Linked DNA regions of Mus musculus: region 1 is linked to region 2. The links are chromatin contacts, called in public Hi-C maps. All regions are on one chromosome and are shown on one strand. The core of a region is the stretch at or near the end of the contact, and the rest is flanking DNA. Distances in the headings are between cores, read along the strand shown. Region 1 overlaps Uvrag (UV radiation resistance associated gene). Region 2 overlaps Uvrag (UV radiation resistance associated gene).

Region 1 (3,750 bases), core at 529-3,028, 150 kb after region 2:
TAATCACTAATGTGTAATGGCCACCATAAGTCAAGCAAGAAGTTTTCTTTTTTTCTGTTTGTTTGTTTGTTTGTTTGTTTGTTTGTTTTTCAAGACAGGGTTTCTCTGTGTAGCCCTGGCTGTCCTGGAACTCACTTTGTAGACCAGGCTGGCCTCGAACTCAGAAATCCGCCTGCCTCTGCCTCCCAAGTGCTGGGATCAAAGGCGTGCGTCACCACACCCGGCTCACAAGAAGTTTTCTGCTTCTGAGGCAAAATGTTTCAAAAATCCATTTCAAGATTAGATGGGTCTGAAACCTTAGAAATATATGTACCTGAAGAGAGAAGACTAAAATTATGCTCATCAAAATGTTAGCAACTGTAGCCGGGAAGTGATCTCACTGGCCCAAAAACAACTATTACTTTTTAAACTGAAAGAAAAATATGACTGTCACTAAAGGGGAGAGAAAGCATGGAGAGAAATACATCTACGTGAAGCAGTTTTCCAAAGTGTATGATATGCAAAGCTGGCCACTGAATTAGTTCACTGGAAAATTAGATATGAGCTAAAAAGGCAGCGGCCCAGGTCTGCGGCAACATCAAAGGCAGCTAGTTTTTGCAGCCAGGTGCCCAGCATGCTTCCAACCCTGCAGCCAATCGCTTGTAATGGCACACACTCCCAACCCTGCAGCCAATTGCCTGCAGCAGCATGCACTTTAGTTAGTTCCCACCTCTGTGAGGTGGAGAAGCCCTGCTCTGAAGAGTGTCCAAAAGACAGAAGGACATAGCTGCATGGGAAACTGTCTGGAGAAGTGAAACCAAAAAACAACCACATTGTCTACTGATGTATTGGAGATCAGGGATTATAAATCTCAGAGCAATCTATCTGTTTTTGACTAATAAAAAAATACACTGATGGACAGGCACTGGGCAACTCTGTACCTCGGGGAGGAAAATCAACTAAACATGGGGAAAGGAGATCCTAAGAAGCCAAGAGGCAAGATGTCCTCATAAGCATTCTTTGTGCAAACCTGCTGGGAGGAGCACAAGAAGAAGCACCCGGATGCTTCTGTCAACTTCTCAGAGTTCTCCAAGAAGTGCTCAGAGAGGTGGAAGACCATGTCTGCTAAAGAAAAAGGGAAATTTGAAGATATGGCAAAGGCTGACAAGGCTCGTTATAAAAGAAAAATGAAAACCTACATCCCCACTAAAGGGGAGACCAAAAAGAAGTTCAAGGACCCCAATGCACCCAAGAGGCCTCCTTCGGCCTTCTTCTTGTTCTGTTCTGAGTACTGCCCCAAAATCAAAGGCAAGCATCGTGGCTTATCCATTGGTGATGTTGCAAAGAAACTAGGAGAGATGTGGAACAACACTGCAGTGAATGACAAGCAACCCTATGAGAAGAAGGCTGCCAAGCTGAAGGAGAAGTACAAGAAGGCTATTGCTGCCTACAGAGCTAAAGGAAAACCTGATGCAGCGAAAGGGGGGGGGGGGTGTTTCAAGGCTGAAAAGAGCAAAATAAAGAAGGAAGAGGAAGATGATTAGAAGGATGAAGAGGATAAGGAAGAGGAGGGAAAAGAGGAAGACAAAGATGAAGATGATGATGATGATGGATAAGTTGGTTCTAGCACAGTTTTTTTTTCTTGTCTATAAAGCATTTAACCCTCCTGTACACAATTCACTCCTTTTAAAGAAAAAAATTGAAATGTAAAAAAAGAAAAAAAAGAAAGAAAAATACACTGAATAAAACAGGCTACAGGACAGAGCACACATTATGAAACATCACAGAGCTCTTAGATCACGGAGAGAAGTGTGTGTCTCATTCTTCCTCTTTAATTGACTCAGCTGTGCTGGGATGATCACATGAAAAAAATAGACAAGAACTGTGTTTATTAATTATTAATAATTAATAATCTACCCCAAAGCTGCACTTCTATATCTTTATAAGTCACTTGCTGTGTCTGTGCTTCTGTTTCTCACAGCACTGAGGAAAGGCCCTGAGCATTGTGTGCGTGTGCGTGTCGGGAAGGGGAAGAGGATACAGCCACCAGGCTTCACCCATTCAGCTCCAAGCATGAGGACTCGGCCATCACACGTCAGGGTGCTGCATGCCCTGTGCCAGCACTATCAACAAATGCTTCAAATTCCCCCACTTCTTCTGATTTCCTCAGCTCAAAATGAAGAAATCAACTTCTGGGCCCACTCTCAACTTCTCTTCTCTGGTTGACTCAAACTCTTTCTTCCAGATTTACTTGAGACCAACATCACCTAACTATGAATGAAGAATTCTATTTGCTGATTGACAGCAGAGTTCACACGACACACTCATGGAGCATTTACCACTGTGCATTGACTATCTGGGGCCGTAAAATGAGCCTTAAGAAAGACAGTTCAAAGCAATGAAACCACAGAAATGACTTTTCCTAAACTCAATAGAATGAAAGTAGGTATCACCCACAGGAAGATGTCCAGAAAATCCACAAATATTTAAAAGTTACTAGCATACTATTATGCTCAAAGAATAAAAAAGATACATTTGAAAGTATTTGGAACTGAGTAAAAACACAAGGGGAAATGTATGGACTATGCCTAAAGCAATGCTTAAAAATTTTTTACTAAATGCTTATTCTGAAGATAGAAGTTAAGTTCTCAAATCAGGAATTCCATTCTCTCTAAGAACTAAAAAAAGAATAACCAGGAAAATCTACAGCAAGCAAAATAGTAACCATGCTAAGCTGAAAACAGATTCATGAGCCTGAAACGATAAAGACAGTCAATGCCCTCACACACTACCTTAAGGTTAGTAAACTGTTACATCACTAGTGACAGGTCAGGAGAGGAAGAAGATAGAAAACCCCAGGCACAGAACACAGCAGGCTCGCTGTAGACCTACCCACAGCCAAAGGATTGGTGATGAGGGTGGATATCTCTCTACCGATGTACATAACACCTCAGGTGAAACAGGCAACTTTCAAAGAAAATCCATCAGCACTCACTGAGGCGGCCCTGCATCGGAGACAGTAAGTCCCACTTCAAAACTCCCCGCAAAGAAGTCTCAGCACCCAGATGGTTCCATTGAGAAATTCTGTCAAATGTTTGCAGAACAGTAAAACATCTACAACAACTCCAAAACCAGAAGCAGACACGCGCAGCCCATGTGAGAACAGCCTGACCCGCACCAGACCAGAGGACACGGACACTGCTAAGACCCGCACCAGACCAGCGGACACGGACACTGCTAAGACCTGCACCAGACCAGCGGACATGGACACAGCTAAGACCCGCACCAGACCAGCAGACACAGACACTGCTAAGACCCGCAGCAGACCAGCAGACACAGACACTGCTAAGACCCGCACCAGACCAGCAGACACAGACACTGCTAAGACCCGCAGCAGACCAGCAGACACGTACACTGCTAAGAAAAGGGCAAGTACCTCTCAGGAATGAGGTATTGTTTCCTTTAACAAAATATTAACGAATCAAATCTGTCAGGATAGATTAAGAGCAAGAAGGAACTTCCTTAACCTGATAATAATATACTTAATAGCAGAGGGCTAAATAATCTGATATACTTAATAGTGAAAGGCTGAATAATCTGGTAATATTATACTTAATAGCCAAAGCTGAATGTTCCCCCTCAAGATAGGGCAGGAAAAGAAAGAAAAACAAGGATTTGCCCCTCATTAATTTTTATTGGACAATGTACTGAAGGGTAGTAGCAACTAAATAAGACCCCGCCCAAAAGATATAAGGTGGGTGTTAAATGTGC
Region 2 (4,288 bases), core at 1,151-3,650:
GGTGAGGAGGGATGACCAAGGGGAGGAAGGAAAGTGTGACAGGAGGGGTGAGGAGGGATGACCAAGGGGAGGAAGGAGAGTGTGACAGGAGGAGTGAGGAGGGATGACTAAGGGGAGGAAGGAGAGTGTGACAGGAGTGAGGAGGGATGACCAAGGGGAGGAAGGAGAGTGTGACAGGAGGGGTGAGGAGGGATGACTAAGGGGAGGAAGGAGAGTGTGACAGGAGGAGTGAGGAGGGATGACCAAGGGGAGGAAGGAGAGTGTGACAGGAGGAGTGAGGAGGGATGACTAAGGGGAGGAAGGAGAGTGTGACAGGAGGAGTGAGGAGGGATGACCAAGGGGAGGAAGGAGAGTGTGACAGGAGGGGTGAGGAGGGATGACCAAGGGGAGGAAAGGTAGAGAGAGTGAGTGGATTTGGTCAAAGCTAATGATATATTTGAAAGAAACTGTATTTCTGAAGCTTACCATAATGTCCCATGAATATACACTAATTAAAAGAAAAAATATCAACCACAACCTAGGGTTATAAAACAAATGACATCTAGCTTGGCTCTGTAAAGTAGAACTACTCTCAAGAATAACATAACCACAGTGAAATGAATGGTGTAGAATAATTACTAACCGTTTTGATTGTCACAAATGACTGAAGAAAAAAATGCATTTTAATAAAGAAAGTCCAGAGGGTGTAGAGTTTTCAAGCATAATAAAAAAGGAAGTACAATTTAAAAGCTTTCTATTACATTCTCAAGAGCTATCAGTTTCATAGTATTCAATAGGTAAATCTGATGTGCTGTAAAATTTATAGGCATTGGGGAGGGAGCAAGGTCATGAACTGAAAATTTACTAAAGGAAACCAAACGTCTTAGACACCCATCAAGAACACAGAACTTTGTATTTAACTGGGACAATAAAGCATAAACTATGCTGCGTGGTGTATCGCCAGTAGAGAGGGATAACTACTGCAAACAAAGGTAGGACACACAACGCAACACCGGGGGAGGGTGGTGGTGGTGGTGGTGGTGGTGGTTGTTTCACAGTGCCAGGAACCATTCACACTCATATGGACTGGGGTGCGGGAAACTACATATTTGTAGACATAACAATGAGGCTCTTTGGAGGAATCTGCAGGAGTCCCAAAGCTCTGCCTGCTGCAGGGTTTTCTATAAGCCACCACACATAGACTCTGAACAGTTCTCCCAACCCAGCGTCATCTCCACTTTCAAGTTATAAATTCAGAAACTCCATACACCATAAGAGTAAATTGAGATCAGCCCATGTTGAAAACCAAACCTCTACATTTGTGAAAACTGGATTTCACAACATTTGACTTTATTATGACTGCTCTGGGACTCTGTGGAAAGAGCCACAAGGTATCTGCGTAACATTAAAACAAAACCAGAGAGTGATTAGAGACAAAGGTTGGAACAGGGCAGCGCTAAAACAGACCAGGGACTAGGACAGAGTTCACGTCTCGTTCTCCTTCCACATTCTTAATGGGTCACTTCAAGTTGAACACTTTGTTTATAACTTTCACATTCATCTCCTGTTGCAGAGGCATGCGGGTTTATAGACCTCCTAAGCTAGCTGGAGAGGTGGGACCCACTGCAAAGAGAAAAAAATCCCATGGCCATCAGGACGTGAGATGGGAATCAAAGACAGATAAGAACTCAGCTACTCACATACAGACAGAAAAACATTCTTAAAAGCACAAAAGGACTTATTACTGGAGAGTAGTACAGCCAGTGTGCTGGAACCCCAGCGCTAGGAGGTCTGCAAGTTCAAGATTGGCATGGGCTACAGCAAAGCTTGTCTAAAAAAAAAAAAAAAAAAAAAAAACCCAAAACAAACAAACAAACAAACAAAAAAACCAAAGAAACAAAAAACAGGAAGGAAAGGGTACTACGAAACAAATAAATATGAAACATATTTTCCGTTAATACATTCAATATGAATTATTAACACTGCACACAACTAAATAGCCAATCTTGTTATTTCTCAACTTAAAATACATTTCCAAGTTCTATTAGGATTGCACCTACAGGCTGGAGAGATGGCTCAGAGGTTAAGAGCACTGACTGCTCTTCCAGAGGTCCTGAGTTCAAATCCTAGCAACCACATAATGGCTCACAACCATTTATAATGGGATCCAATGCCCTCTTCTGGTGTGTCTGACAGCTACAGTGTGCTCATATAAATAAAGTAAATAAATCTTTAAAAAAAAAGAAAGAATTACACCTACTGTGCACAGTGAAGATTACAGAAGCAGTAAGCAATGAACACAGTGTGCATGGAAGAGGTCCATCCAAGGCCTGCAGACCGGTGGAGAAGGTGGCCTTTAATACTGGAGCCTTCCTTGGTCTTCTATGCCCGGTCTCATCACGCTGAGCGGTTACATCATCCTAACCAATCTGTCCCACTTCCTTTCTCAGTCACCTCAGTTTGTAATTTTGCACTCACTGGGTGATATTTGGTTAGTCCGTGTCTCTTTTAGTACACAGCTCAGCATACTAATGTCTCCCTTAGTAGTGGCTAGCTCTCAGAATAAACACTGGGTCTTTTGATTGTTTTGTTTTTGGACAAGGCTGAACAACTGATCTAAAACTTACTATGTAGCTCAGGCTTGCCTCAAAATTGAGACAATCCTCCTGGCTTTAGCCTCCTGAGAATTAAGATTATAGGTATGAGCCGTACTGTGCCCAGCTCAGAAACAGGTTTGATTTTGTTCTTCTTTTGCCTTTTCTAATGGACACTCAACAAGTATTTTTTGAATTAAAGAAACAGATCATGTGTGAAAATGATTTGGGGCTCATTATGCAGAGCCATTTCATCGAGGGCAGATTTGTGACAGGGCTCCCAGTGCTAATGTGATCCTGGTGGGATTAGCAGAGAGGCTAAACCTGGGGATGACTAGACTGTGCAACAGTGTCACTATTATTTCAAAGACACTGATGCCTGGGTCACCGTTTAGTTAGTGGGAGAGACATGACCTCATTTCTCGGTCTTCATGGATAAATGCAGTATTCTCCCTTGCTCTGTGTCCTTCAGGGAGGCACACCCAGGATGACTGCTCAGGAGAACATCAGCCAACTGAGGGCAAGGATGGAGGAAACAGGGGTGTTCATCTTGGAGGGAGGTCAGCACTTTTACACACACAGCACTGGATCTGTTCTGCATGGCTTCTGGAAGCAGGGAGTGACAGGTATGCATGCTTGGTCTCACTACAGCTACTCACAATCCTAAAAATCTTGGGTACAGGTGGCCAGTCAGAGGTGGGGACCATGTAAAGGACAGAGGGTGGAATGGTGGCCTGCCAAAAAGTAGGTCCAAATCCTAATTCCCAGAACCTGTGAATGTGACCTTACTTGGAAAAGGGGTCACAAAATATTAAAAGATCTAGGGATGAGATCATCTTTGATTATCCAGGTGGGTCTTAAATCCAGCAGGTGTGCTTATAAGGGGAAGGCAGAGGAGAGGTCATGTGACCTTACCCAGCTACAGCCAGGAAATGTCTAGGAGCTTAGCAACGGGAAAGAAAAGTGTGTGGCCCTACTGTCACCTTGATTTTGGACTTCAGTTGTCCATGAGAGTTGTTTTAAGCCATCAAGTTTGTGGTAATTGACAAAAACCCTAGAAACCACCACGGGAGGAAACCCTGGCTTCCCACCAGCTGTATGAGCTACAACATTCTTCCCAACCCCCACCCTGAGCTGAGGTCCTGTGAACAGCATGTGTGCACCTGAATGCACAATGGTTTCATTTTCCTTTGGAAAACCGGAAAGCATTTCAAAACTACAGTGCTTAAGGGGTATCTGGATAGGCACTGGCTAGGGCTGGAATGTAGACCTATTGAGTGCTGCCATGCAGGGTACCTGAAAAGAAATCTGAGTATTTGGTCTCATGGAGAGCCCTTTGCTCCTGCATAAGTTCATACACACATAAAGCACCAGCCACAGAGCCAGGAGTGAAGGTGTCTCTAAGCCTTGTACTTGGAAGATGAAGCAGGAGGGTCTTGGGTTCCACGAGAACTTAAGCTACTTAGAAAGACCCCTTTTCTTTTTCTTTTTCTTTTTCTTTTTCTTTTTCTTTCTTTCTTTCTTTCTTTCTTTCTTTTTTTTTTTTTTTTTTTGGTTTTTTGAGACAGGGTTTCTCTGTGCAGCCCTGGCTGTCCTGGAACTCACTTTGTAGACCAGGCTGGCCTCAAACTCAGAAATCTGCCTGCCTCTGCCTCCCAAGTGCTGAGATTAAAGTCATGCTCCACCATGCCAGGCTGACCCTTTTTCTTAAAAAC

What was found. Hi-C and Micro-C count contacts between places; a contact is called where the count stands out from the background.
Region 1: a contact with region 2 is called in a Hi-C map of bone marrow-derived macrophages, with 26 read pairs. The contact joins two enhancer-like sites. A contact is called at or near these places in 1 of 39 promoter capture datasets (cranial neural crest), 8 of 484 Hi-C or Micro-C datasets (the AML12 cell line, bone marrow-derived macrophages, brain and 5 more), 3 of 115 datasets of contacts at active chromatin or transcription factors (large pre-B cells, memory CD8 T cells and microglia) and 4 of 9 other capture datasets (adipose tissue, embryonic trunk, liver and 1 more).

What each region holds. Positions count from the first base shown.
Region 1 is chr7:99,089,288-99,093,037 of GRCm38.p6, forward strand. All of the region lies in intron 4 of Uvrag (UV radiation resistance associated gene), which reads right to left. It also overlaps the pseudogene Gm33882. Among named protein-coding and RNA genes, the nearest start is that of Uvrag, 50 kb to the right of the region's middle. Within about 2 kb of position 1,779, at least 26 of the 459 cell types and tissues checked have an H3K27ac peak or open chromatin away from gene starts, as enhancers often do. A contact at or near this core is called in bone marrow-derived macrophages, where this site is marked.
Region 2 is chr7:98,941,546-98,945,833 of GRCm38.p6, forward strand. All of the region lies in intron 12 of Uvrag (UV radiation resistance associated gene), which reads right to left. Among named protein-coding and RNA genes, the nearest start is that of Gm33827, 67 kb to the left of the region's middle. Within about 2 kb of position 2,401, at least 11 of the 459 cell types and tissues checked have an H3K27ac peak or open chromatin away from gene starts, as enhancers often do. A contact at or near this core is called in bone marrow-derived macrophages, where this site is marked.